Regions from separate parts of the Mus musculus genome. Here region 2 is linked to region 1. A link is a contact called in public HiChIP or PLAC-seq data. All regions are on one chromosome and are shown on one strand. The core of a region is the stretch at or near the end of the contact, and the rest is flanking DNA. Distances in the headings are between cores, read along the strand shown.

What was found. HiChIP or PLAC-seq counts read pairs in DNA pulled down with a chosen protein or histone mark.
Region 2: a contact with region 1 is called in an H3K27ac HiChIP or PLAC-seq map of embryonic stem cells, with 12 times the contacts expected there. The contact joins two enhancer-like sites. A contact is called at or near these places in 5 of 39 promoter capture datasets (3T3-L1-derived adipocytes, embryonic stem cells, hematopoietic stem and progenitor cells and 2 more), 1 of 484 Hi-C or Micro-C datasets (embryonic stem cells), 4 of 115 datasets of contacts at active chromatin or transcription factors (embryonic stem cells and pancreatic cancer cells) and 2 of 9 other capture datasets (adipose tissue and pancreatic islet).

What each region holds. Positions count from the first base shown.
Region 1 is chr17:27,035,364-27,041,263 of GRCm38.p6, forward strand. It overlaps Ggnbp1 (gametogenetin binding protein 1), which reads left to right. Exons shown (of 6, transcript NM_027544.2): 6 at 750-1,015. The coding sequence ends at 803. Among named protein-coding and RNA genes, the nearest start is that of Ggnbp1, 9.1 kb to the left of the region's middle. Within about 2 kb of position 3,103, at least 147 of the 459 cell types and tissues checked have an H3K27ac peak or open chromatin away from gene starts, as enhancers often do. A contact at or near this core is called in embryonic stem cells and pancreatic cancer cells, where this site is marked.
Region 2 is chr17:27,226,687-27,232,369 of GRCm38.p6, forward strand. No RefSeq gene overlaps it. Among named protein-coding and RNA genes, the nearest start is that of 9630028I04Rik, 19 kb to the right of the region's middle. Within about 2 kb of position 3,280, at least 16 of the 459 cell types and tissues checked have an H3K27ac peak or open chromatin away from gene starts, as enhancers often do. A contact at or near this core is called in embryonic stem cells and pancreatic cancer cells, where this site is marked.

The sequences.
Region 1 (5,900 bases), core at 1,853-4,352:
TCCACCAGGAATTCACACCTGCTGGGCTGAGGCTGCACTAAACCTGCCCACATGCCCGCCCATGCCCCAGGATACCCCCACATCCCTAGCCACTAAACCCGTGTGGGAATTTAATTTTCCTGTCATACTGAGGGGCTCCAGCCCCAGGGCCCGTCCTCCTCCAGGACCTCGTGAGCCTGCCCATCCTTGACATCCTGGGCTCACGGTCAGTCGTGGTCTAGCACTGACAGCACTAAGAGACTGGGAGTTTCTGGATAACGCGTTTGCCCCACCCCACCCCACCCCAGCGCACCCCACCCCTGGCCTCTCCGGTAGCAAGTGTTTCAGAGTCCCACGTCTCCCCACCACTTCCTCCTCCTCAGCCCTTAGGACCACGGGCTAAGGGGGACAGAACAGGCTCCTCAGCTTTTGGGGAATGCCAGGGCCCTGGGGGAATGAATGCTCATTAAGGCAGTCGAAGGGCCATTCGGCTAGAAGAAAGTCTGCAGAAGAGCAGAGGCAAAAGGGAAGAGAGGAACAGCCAGGGCCTCCAGCTTCCAAGGAACCCAGAAGTCTAAGGAGAAGCGTTCCTACGTCATGGGGGGGGTAGTCGGCTCAGTGTCAGCAAACCTGGGTCAGCTCTGGGGTGGTGGGGAAGGTCTGGAAAAGGTGATGGCATGGGGTACAGAAGGAGTGAAGGGGGAGAGTAGATGGGAAGGTTCCAGAAGGCAGAGCAGGGACTATCTTCTTTGACCCATGTCTGCTCGCAGCACCTGCTCCTGGAGGAGATGGACGAGATGGGAAACTGGCCCCCTCCAGATTGAGGCCCGTGCCGGCAGGAGCCCACCGTGCCCACACTCCTGGGACCCCAGTCTGGCGTGTGCCTCTTCTTGGGACACATGCAAGGAGTCCCTGGGGCCCTGGGTTTTGGGATGAGTAGCATCCTGTGTGTGTGCGGTTGGCCTGCCTGGCACTGTCCCTACCCGTCAGACTCCTGCAGATGACGTTATTAATAAAAGCTTAGTTTGGCATTCACCTCCTGGGCTGTCTGTCCCCGTACCATTCCCTCCCTCACTCCTGGAATGAGCCGGATCATTAGGGTCTCCAGCCTCCAATTTGTGCTCACGGATCAGCTAGTGTGGGGGCCTCCAATGGGCTCCAGGGCAGGGAAGGAAGGAAAGGAAGGAAGGAAGGAAGGAAGGAAGGAAGGGGATTTAGGCTAACTTGGAGGTGCTGTCTGCCAGCAAGGAGGAGAGCTCCCAACTGCCCTCTCTCCCAGAGTTCCCAGGCTACACTGTGTCCTGGCTTGGAGGATCCGGGAATTCTCCGGGGCAGGAAGCTCCTGCCCAGGCAGCTCAGGGACAAAGCCAGGAAAGGGGCCCTGAGCTGTGGGCACCAGTGAGGGCTGCTGGGGGTGGGATGGGGACAGGCGAGGAAGGGTTCCCTGAAGCTGGTGTACGTTCTAGTTTGCCTTTCTGTCGCTGTGATAAAGCTCCGGCCAAGAGCAAGTTGGAGAGGAAAGGGTTTATTTCATCTTACAGCTTACAGTCAGTTCATGGTGGAGAGAAGTCAGGACCAGAACTCAAGCCAAGAACAGAAGCAGTGGCCGTGGAGGGCAAGACGGTCATGGAGGGCAAAGCTTACTGGTTTCTCTCCCCTGGCTTGTTCAGCCACCTTTTTTCTTTTTTTAAGATTTACTTTAAATCGTGTGTGTGTGTGTGTGTGTGTGTGTGTGTGTCTCAAGAGCGCATGTGTGTGTTAAGTACCGGTGACCTCAGCATCCAGAAGAGTGTATCAGATTCCTAGAACAGGTGTTATAGACAAGTGTAAGTCGCCCAATGTGGCGGCTGGGAACCAAACCCGGGTCCTCTGCCCTTCAGCTGCCTTTCTGTAGAGCACAGGGACCACCTGCCCTAGGATAGCACCGCCCACAACAGGCTGGGGCCCCCTGGCAACGGTTAGCAATCAAGAGAAGGAGGACAAGCACACCGAGGGCTAATCTAATGGAGGCAATCCTTGAGTTAACACTCTCTTCCCAGATGTGCCAAATTGACAGCTGAAGATGTGAAAGTTCAGGAGAGGGGCTGGAGAGATGGCTCAGTGGTTAAGAGCACCGACTGCTCTTCCGAAGGTCCTGAGTTCAAATCCCAGCAACCACATGGTGGCTCACAACCATCTGTAGTGAGATCTGATGCCCTCTTCTGGTGCATCTGAAGACAGCTACAGTGTACTTAGATATAATAATAAATAAATCTTTAAAAAAAAAAAAAAAAAGAAAGAAAGTTCAGGAGAACGGCTCTCCCAGACTAGATGCTGGTCACGGCTGGGTATTTCAGAGGTCCCAGGTAGAGGTTGGGGGTGTGTGTTAAAGGGGTACTATGTGGATGCAAAGGCCTAAATCCAGAGGCAAAGGGAACTTGAGTGTGGAGGAGTGGCCTTCAGCAAGGTTTCCTGGGACACCAGGAAGTGCTGTGGTCCAGGCGGTCTCTGCTATCTCAGCAGGGCCTGTTCCTCTCCTGGACCTGGACTCCAAGCCTCCCTGAAGGCTTATGGGGGGTGGGGGGAAGCTTGCCTTGTGCTACCCACACATCTGGTTTTCAGCCGGCTGGGCTAGAGAGCCTGCAGGTCTCTATCAGGTCGGATTGATTGATTGTCTTCGGAGGCAGCTCTGGTCCCCATCTCCCTCTCTGCCAGGCTCTGCTTCTGAGTTCTGGGATTACAGGTGAGTGCCACGGTGCCTGGGTTGGCCAGTGACTGGGTTGGCAGTGACTGATCATAGTGATGGTAGCCACTGTTGGCCGGTGCCCGGTGAGGAGCCATCACCTTGGAGTGGTGGAACGTACGCTGCAGAACTCACTATAGACCAGCCTAGCTCACTGAAGAAGGCATAACAGGCTCCCCATCTTCCCTACCCACCCCCCTGCCATCGTTGTGGGGGGGTGCAGGGGGTGGTTGGAGACAATTAGGGACACTTTGGGGTTGGGGGAGAGCAGGAGCTCTCTCCGAGGCTTCCTGGTCCTGGCCCGTGGAGGCCTTGACTCAGAGTCTAGAGCAGGAGGCTGGTGGAGGGGCCGGCTGTCCTGAGTCAGCCAGGCCTTGTGACCTGGTGACTCACCTGTGCCCAGTTTGCTCTGCTAATCACTTCCTTCAAGTCGGGGTGCTGCTGGGAAGGGCGGGGCCTAGGCAGGCAGGCAGAGGCAGTGTTTTTTGGGATGTGTAGATTCTCCACCCCCACCCCACCCCCGGGGGGCCGAAGGCTTGGTTCCGTCTGCGGTTGGCCCATTCCTCTCTTCCATGTCTGTGGGCTAGCCTCACAGCTCAATCTACTTCAGGATTCCTGTGAACCACAGAGACCGAGGGGGAAGGAATATGGGTGCTGTTGCTGTCTGGGGGCAGGGAGAGAGGGAGAGGGGTGTGTGTGTGTGTGTGTTGTGTGTGTGTGTCAATGCAGGCACGAGGCCTCTCCCCAGCCCGGGGCGGGGGGTGGGGGCGGGGGCATCCAGGGCTGGCTTCTGCGGGAGGCCTGGCTTGGCAGACAAGGTGATGATGTCACACATTCTAAACAAGGAGCTTCAGTGGAAGGAGGGGTCCCCAGCAGTGAGTGGAAGCCCACAGACACCTCTGGGTCTGATCTGGAGACTGGAGCGTCTCCACCTCTGTTATGAGAGCCAGGAAGCCTTTAGGCATCACCGGCGCAGGCTCCTGTGGTGGATGAGAAGAGAATCCATCAGATCTGAACTCCCAACTGCCAGGCTCAGCCCACCAGGCAGGGAGGAACCTCCAGTTTGCTCACTTGAACCGACGTGGGGGGTTGGGGGGGAGAGTGGCCACGGTCAGGTCCGCAGCACGGGGCTGTTAGGGACAGGGTGCTGGGTCCATCAAACTAGGGTTTGCCTATCTGCGGGGATCCAGGTGTCTGCCTGTGCTTGTCTCAGACGGGGCAGCAGGGCAGGCTACACGTGTCTCAGGTTGTGCTGTGGAGGTGGAAGGTAATTAAAGCAGCTCCAGGTCCACGCCGAGGGATGATCTGGAACTCAGGGCAGGCCTCAGGTTGGGGGGTGCTTGGGAGCCAGGGCCCTGGCAGGAATGCGGGACCTCCAGGTGAGCTGCTGCCCCAGGCTCTGCCAGCCTAGGCTGGGGAGTGAGCAGCCACCTGCAGCAGAATCCTCTCCAGCTGGAGAGGAGGAGGAATTGAGGATGGGGAGTGGGGTGGGGGGACAGGACAACAGGACAGGACACATCAGGCTGGAAGCCACTCCCGCTGTAACAACTCACATGACCTCAGACTAGCCTTCCACACCCCCACCCCCCCACCCCCGTTGTAGGAGGCGTGAAATGGGAAAACCACAGACTCCTCATGTAGGCTGGTGAAAAGCCAAAAAAAAAAAAAATCCAAAACAAAACAAAACAAAAAAAAAAACCATCCTGCACGCTCACAGAGCACCCTTAAAAGAAGAGAGCTTGCCTCCTATGCACATGGCCCTGGGTTGGGGGCCCCAAGCCCAAGTGATGCAGGGACACCCTGGGAGGTGGAAGCAGGAGGGTCAGAAGTTCAAGGTCACTCTTGGATACCAAGTGAGTTGAGGCCTGCCCGGGCTCCCTGAGATCCTGACTCCAAAATGAACAAGTATTTCAAAATGAAGAACACAACAAAACAAAAAGAGAATGGCAGTAAGTTCCAGAAGGAACTCGGAACCAGTCCGTTCATAATCACCACCGTCCCCGCTCTGTTTAAGCACTGAGCTATGGAGCAAGACCCAGCGCAAGGGCTTCCCCCTTTGGCTGGACATGGGGCAGCACACCTGTAAACCCAGGAGTTGGAGGCCAGCCTGGGCTACCTGCTCTGCTAGACCCTGTCTCTGCCCCTGCTCCAAACGGATGAGAGGATGAGTTAGGTTTGGTTTCCCTCTGAAGGTGTGGACTCTGAGGGGTGCCCCTGGGCTGTACTCCGTGAAGCGATCCTAGTGCCTTAGGTGGCGCCCCTCCCCCTGCAGAACGCACAGCACCACAAAGCCTGGCTGTGAGGTACCGGGAAGGTTGCACGCGGGAAGGGCACCCACAGCTGGAGAGCGAGCGGCGGGAGGGTGCAGGCCACACAGCAGCTAGGGAGACGCCTGTGCGCCAGAGCAGCCGAGTCTACCCAACCGTGCAAGTTTCTGCTCAGAGCTTCCGGTGCCCAAGGCACAGATGAACACAAGCCTGTTAATAGATTGCAGGAGCTCCCGTCTGTGAATGAAGTTCCCAGGCAAGAGTCCTGAGCCACAGGGGTGGGGGAGGGGTTGTCCAGGAGGAGGCAGCAGGAACTGAGACTGGGAAGGTGGGGAGCAAGGCCTATCCATGGGGCCGAAAGCGATGGTCTCTGTTCCCCAGAGTCACTTTCCCCTTCCTTGGATCTGATGGCATTGATCTGCCTCTGCCTCCCAAATGCTGGGGCAATGAGGATCTCCAAGCCAGCCGCTTTCCTGACCAAGTGTGTATCTTAGGCATCCTCATTCAGTTCCTTCAGGGGATGGTTAGACCCTTGTGTGGCCACCTTAAGAGTCTGGACAGGGCCCTTCCTTACTCCAGAGTCCTCAAACTACCCGTGGAACTGGCCGGCCCAGCCCAGGATCCTCTGCTCCCGTGAGGTCAGGGTAACACAGGTCCTGAATGTGTTCCCCTGTTCTTGCTGTACATGAAGTCCTGGGCTCCCTGGCAGGCTCCAGGGCTGTCAGGATCCACAGCAATTGCCCGGGGGGGGGGGGGGGGCCGGGGCGGGGGGGGGGCTGTTTCCATGGCACCAGGCAGGCTTGGTGGGTGGTCCTAGGGGGCATTCTGGGATAGGAGTGTATGGGGAGAGTGAATCTGTCGGGTTAACCACTTGGCTAACCTCCTCACAACTGCATCCAGATTTTACAGCACTGCCTAAGCCAACCTAGGTG
Region 2 (5,683 bases), core at 2,030-4,529, 190 kb after region 1:
TCTTGGCGGAGGTTTTATATGCTGCACAGCTGGGAGCCAGAGTTGCCTCAGATGTCAGCCTGATGCAGGCAGACAAGTGCCAGGCTGGCCAAACTGCTCAGCCCTATCACATCAGCCAACCTTAGTCTTTCCCTTCCCCACATCTGCTGGGCCGATGGCCATGGGACAGGGGTACTCCCAACAGCTGTGAATGGCAGCGGCAGGACTGTGCAAGCCCTGCAGCTGACGGTTGTGAAGGGCTGTCAGAGGGAGGACCTTGCACTGAGAAAACTCCACTTTTGTGGATCAGGGATGGGTGACTGCATGGGGGAGGGGGAAGGACTGGTGGAGGAGGGTAAATCAGCCCACACAGGAGTCTGCTGGTCAGATCTGGTGCTGAGGTGGTTTGTTGGTGGGTAACACTCACAGCCCCAAGTCCCCGTAGAGCTCAGGGACCAACCTCTTTAGAGATGTGGAGGCTGAGCCTCTAAAATACAATATTCAGCAACTGTAACAGCCAAGTGTCACATCTGGCCGAAGCCCACACCAAAAGGTCCTAGACGTCGGACAGACACAGACAGGGTGGCTTTGGGGACATCTTTACATAACGACAGTCCTCTTCTGTGCAGCACCCACAGACAGCATCTTTCTCCCCAAACTGTGTCCATTTTTTTCCCCTTCTGCACTTTCTAGAATAAGGTTTTTCCTGAAAGTGCAAACAAACTCTGAGTCAGAAACTGCAGTCAGAAATCCCGCAGGAATTTAGAGCACACCCCAGTTCTCAGGCATCCACCCCCATCACCTAGCTTGTCCGTTTAAGCACTAGTCACACGGGGCCTTGGCTCATGAAAGTTGGGCTGTCAGGGCTGAATTCTACCCAAAGAAAGGCTTCCCTCACATGTCCATGGCTGTCTTTGTGCAAAGGAGAGGAAAAGGGAGGTTTGTTTTAAATAGACACATGTAAGCCCCCCCGAGGGACCGGAGGCACGGGTTGCAAGAACAGCTCCCATCAAACTGCAATCCCCTGCTTTAGCTGCTGCTTAAAGAGGATGGGAAATGAAAGAGAAGCGTCTCCCCCCTTGCTGCCACATCAAGGCAGTCAGCTGGTGACAGGGAGATTTCTGCAGGAGGCTTCTCCACGCCAAAAGGGTTAACATCCTCTCAGCAGATTAGGAATTTTCTGTCTCTCTCAGGAGTGAAAAACAGATTCAGAGTTTAGACCTTAAGGAGTATTTGTGGATTCTCTAGACCTGGCCAGCCAAAGGCAGAAATGGCCAGACTGTCTTTTGTAAGAATTATGAAGGTTGGTTTTTGGTTTGGTTTGGTTTCGGGTTTTGGTTTTTTTTTTTTCTCTGAGATGGTCTTACTGGGTTGTGGGGAGGCTGATGGGGCTGGCCATGTGGCCATGTTATCTGAGGGGGTGATTAATTCTGCTGTCAGTAAACCAGCTCTGAGTAATTCAGGCCACCTAGATCACCTTCCCCTTCCCCAGTCAGTGCGGCACTAGGCACTGAGGTGTCTGCGTCGCTGAGGGGACACTGCCCAGCCCCCTTACTCTGCCCAGTGTAAGAAAAGTAAATTGATAGCAATCAATGCTGGATGAGTCAGAGAGGAGGACCTTGCTAAGGCAGGTGTGGGGTGTGTCACAGAGCCGTGGCTGGGCAGCAAAGATCATCTGTATGGCTGGAAGGCCTGGAGTCTCAATCTTTCCGGATTAACCCTGGCTTCCCTTCCTGAGTCATCCATCCCTCCGTGTGCCAGCCTTCTGCCCTCTGTACCTCCCCATGTCCCACCTCCACCCTCCCGAGGGACTGAGGACACATTTCAGGCCAGCCGTGTTATTGGATTTTAAATGATGCAATGGCTTTTTAATTCTTGCTCTAATTGCCTTTTCATGCAGGGCACTGAGAATGGCTGATTACCAGACAACTGGGCTGGGCAGTGACATTCCTCATCCAATGTCCCCTCAAGCTGCAGTGAAAGGAAGGGAAGAGAGAGAAAGACCCCCTCTTCCCCTCCTTCTTCTCGGCTTTGAGCCTACAGCCACCTGGGGCCCTAGCCTGGACTGGCGCTGTCCGCGGTGCTGACGGGCTGAGCTCTGGCAAACCCTGGCTCTCTTGTCATGCCTTTTGGTGCTCCGGTGGCTGAATAATTTAAACAAATAGACTTGGACATATTTCCCCTTTCCCTCAGGGCAGGAAAACATCCCCTGCTGAGTCTCTGGAATAATTGCCCCTCATTCAAGGGTACTCAGGAAAAGGAGAGATCAGGAAGATGGAGGGAGAGCGTGGGCTGGCTCTGCTGCAGCACTACTGCTGTAGGTGGGCCTGCTCCTTAGTTCTCACGGGAGGGGTTCCCTGAGAAGATGATCCTAGCCCTCCTTCCCTCAGCCACGAGCATGTCAGATCCACACTGGGCCAATTTGTCAAAGCCCGTGGTGGCAGCCTGGCCCTCTCTGCCAGACCAAGGAAGAGGCTCTTCCTCTGAGAGTCTCCATCTGCAGAGGGGGTCCAGATCTGCATGGAACTGGCTTGGGACCTCACTGATAGATGCTGTGCACAGTGAGAAGATAGCTCCTTATGGGGTTAGATAGGCTGGGGTGGGCAGGGCTGGACAGGGTTAGCCTGGTAGAGTAAGGGCTAAAGAGATAGCTTGGCAGTTGAGCACTGGCTGCTCTTCTAGAGGATCTGGGTTTGATTTCCACCATCCTCATGAAGGCTCACAAATGTTTGTAACTCCAGTCCCAGGGGGTGCAATATCTCTGGCCTCCTTAGATGAGGACAGACATAAACACACACACACACACACACACACACACGAGAGAGAGAGAGAGAGAGAGAGAGAGAGAGAGAGAGAGAGAGAGAGTCCGTCCAGCTGGTCCACGGTCAGTGAGGATGGCAGGAAGACCGTCCAGACTCCACGAAAGCTAAACTCTCTCTGAGGGAGGGGGATAAGAGAGGCAGCCACTGAAAGCCGATCCTTGAGATCTGAGGAGAACACTGGAGCTTTGCAGAGGCTACCTGAGGCTGCCACCAGGGAATCTCCTCCTACAGAATGGTGGGTGGAGGCGAGTGATCTGGAGTCCAGAAGCTAGGAGTACGAGGGGGAACTCCAGGAAGGGAGGGGGTCAGAAGGCCAGGGTGTCTCTCAGTTCTGTGCCCTTCTGGCCAAGTCTGGGTGTGGGGTGTGTGTGCAATTGGCTGAGGTAACCTTCTTTCAGAACGTGGGTTTCTCTTCCCCCTCCCTCCTCCATTTCCTGGGTTTTGCTTCTTCATTGTTTTTCTTCTTAAAAGAAAAGAGCCAACACCAGCACCTGTCTCTCAGGCTCACGCAGAGTCTTTGCTGCTGTGGGTGGAGAGAGGTGTGGGAGTGGGGAGGGGACAGGGTGGGAGGGACAGGATTTCTGCTCCCAGAGGGCAAGTTAGCACAAGGTCACCTCCATGCTCACCCCCCCCCCTGCAGTTCGTGGGTCACGGCTCAGACCCCAGGAGGTACGGAGTTCCCTGCAGCAAAGCAGTCAGCATGAGCCCGAGGGCTCTGCCAGCCTCGGCCACCGGGCCCATTCCTATCAGGAGACTTGAGGGACTGTGCCCTCACCCCCACCTGACAATGTGATTCGGCTCCCTGAAGTTTGAGTGTCAGTTGCTAAAGACAGAGAGACTTGGCTTCCTCTGGGCAGGGCTGGGGCTCCCTGGTGTGTTCGGTCCAGGCTGTTTCTATCCAAAGCAGCTGCTCGTCCATTGTTCAAACCTAAAGCCTCCTACCATCAGACCCGAGGACCCAGGCCCTTCAGCAGAACACGTACAGACCTTTCAAACACGAGAGCATCCTTCTAGGCAGGGAGAAGCTGAGTGTGGGTGCCAGGAAGGGGGCAGGACTGGGTCATTCTGGGTGCTGTAAAGTGGATTGTGGGAGGTAAAGACATCAGTCGGGAGGCCAGAAGCAGGCTGGGAGATGAGGATGGGTGGGGACCAAGGATTCAGGTGCCAGGAGGCGCCTGGGGCCAGGTGCAAGGAAGCAGCAGACCACCTCCAAGATGTTGAAGGTCAGACAGGGCCAGAGGGGACCCGAGGGTGGGTTTGTTTGCTTAAGGGTGGGTGTTTTTGTTTTGTTTTAATTCTGAGTCTGGGTCTCACTGAGTTTCTTTGGCTGGCCTGGAATTACAATGTAGACCAGGCTGGCTTTGAACTCACAGAGACCCATCTATCTCTGCTTCCAAGTGCTGGGGCTACAGGTGTGTGGCACCACACTCAGCCTATTGTTCGGTTTTGAGACAGGTAGTCCAGGCTGGCCTTGAACCTGCTATGTAGGCAAGGATGGCTCTGTGCTGAGTCTCCTGCTTCTACCTCCCAAATCCTGAGGTTACAGGATGAGCTATCTCACCATCTCCCTCAGCTGGAGCCGAGCTCTTCCAGGTGGCTCCCTGAAGGAATTAGGAGGCCCCGGAACTGCTGAAAAGAGACAGGAGATGAGCAGATGACTGGGTGTGGGACCTGGTTTGCCTTGGATGGTGACTCAGAAATGCTGAGACACTGGGCTGCAAGACAAGGGCTATGCCAGGAGCCTTCCAGGCTGGAGCTACAAGTGCGTGTGTATGCGTGTGTGTGTGTGTGTGTGTGTGTGTGTGTGTGTGTGTGTGTGTGTGTAAGCCATGGAAGCCAACCAATGCTAGGATAAGCAGCTGCTTGCAGACACCCCAAACCATCGAGGAGAACACAGTGGCGTTTCTTCTCCCTCCCACCAGTCTCCAGTCAGCAGCCTCTATGGGCGAGACTGACAGGAAGCCAGCAGGCAATGTGCCTGGGAAGCTAAACGGTGGGATAGAAAATAACAAACAGCCTAAAACTACTGGGATAGCCAATGACAGTCAGCCCAAATGTGGGACTGGGGTCAGTGCAGACGTCCCCAGAAATGGGAAAGAGGAGGAGGAGGAGGAGGAGGAGGAGGAGGAGGAGGAGGAGGAGGAGGAGGAGGAGGAGAAGCAAAGCAAAGTGAAAAGTAACTATCCTCAAACACACTCCATGCTAAGAATGACTTTTTTAAAGATTAATTTTATGTATGCGAGTACACTGTAGCTGTCTTCACACCAGAAGAGGGCATTGCATCTCATTACGGGGGGCTGGCGAGATGCCTCAGTGGTTAAGAGCACTGACTGCTCTTCCAGAGGTCCTGAGTTCAAATCCCAGCAACCACATGGTGGCTCACAACCATCTGTAATGGTTGATCTGATGCCCTCTTCTGGTGTGTCTGAAGACAGCTACAGTGTACTTACGTATAATAAATAAATAAATCTTAAAAAAAAAAAGAATTAGGAACTGTTCCTTCAGTTTTTATAAAAAAAAAGAAAGAAAGAAAGAAAGAAAGAAAGAAAGAAAGAAAGAAAAAAAGAAAGAAAGAAAGAAAAGATCTCATTACAGATGGTTGTGAGCCACCATGTGGTTGCATTGAACTCAGGACCTCTGGAAGAGCAGTCAGTGCTCTTAACTACTGAGCCATCTCTCCAGCCCCTAAGAATGATTTTTGACTTTAGGCTTCAAATCCCCCTGCCTCCACCTTCTAAGTACTAGACGGGTACCACCATCTCCAGTTTACCTGGTGCTGGGGGTTCAAGTCCCAGCTGGGTAAGCGTGCTACCAACTTGGCTACATTCCTGGCCCCCAGAACTCTTGAGTAGCCTCTCTTCGTGAATGCCTGGGTCTTAAAA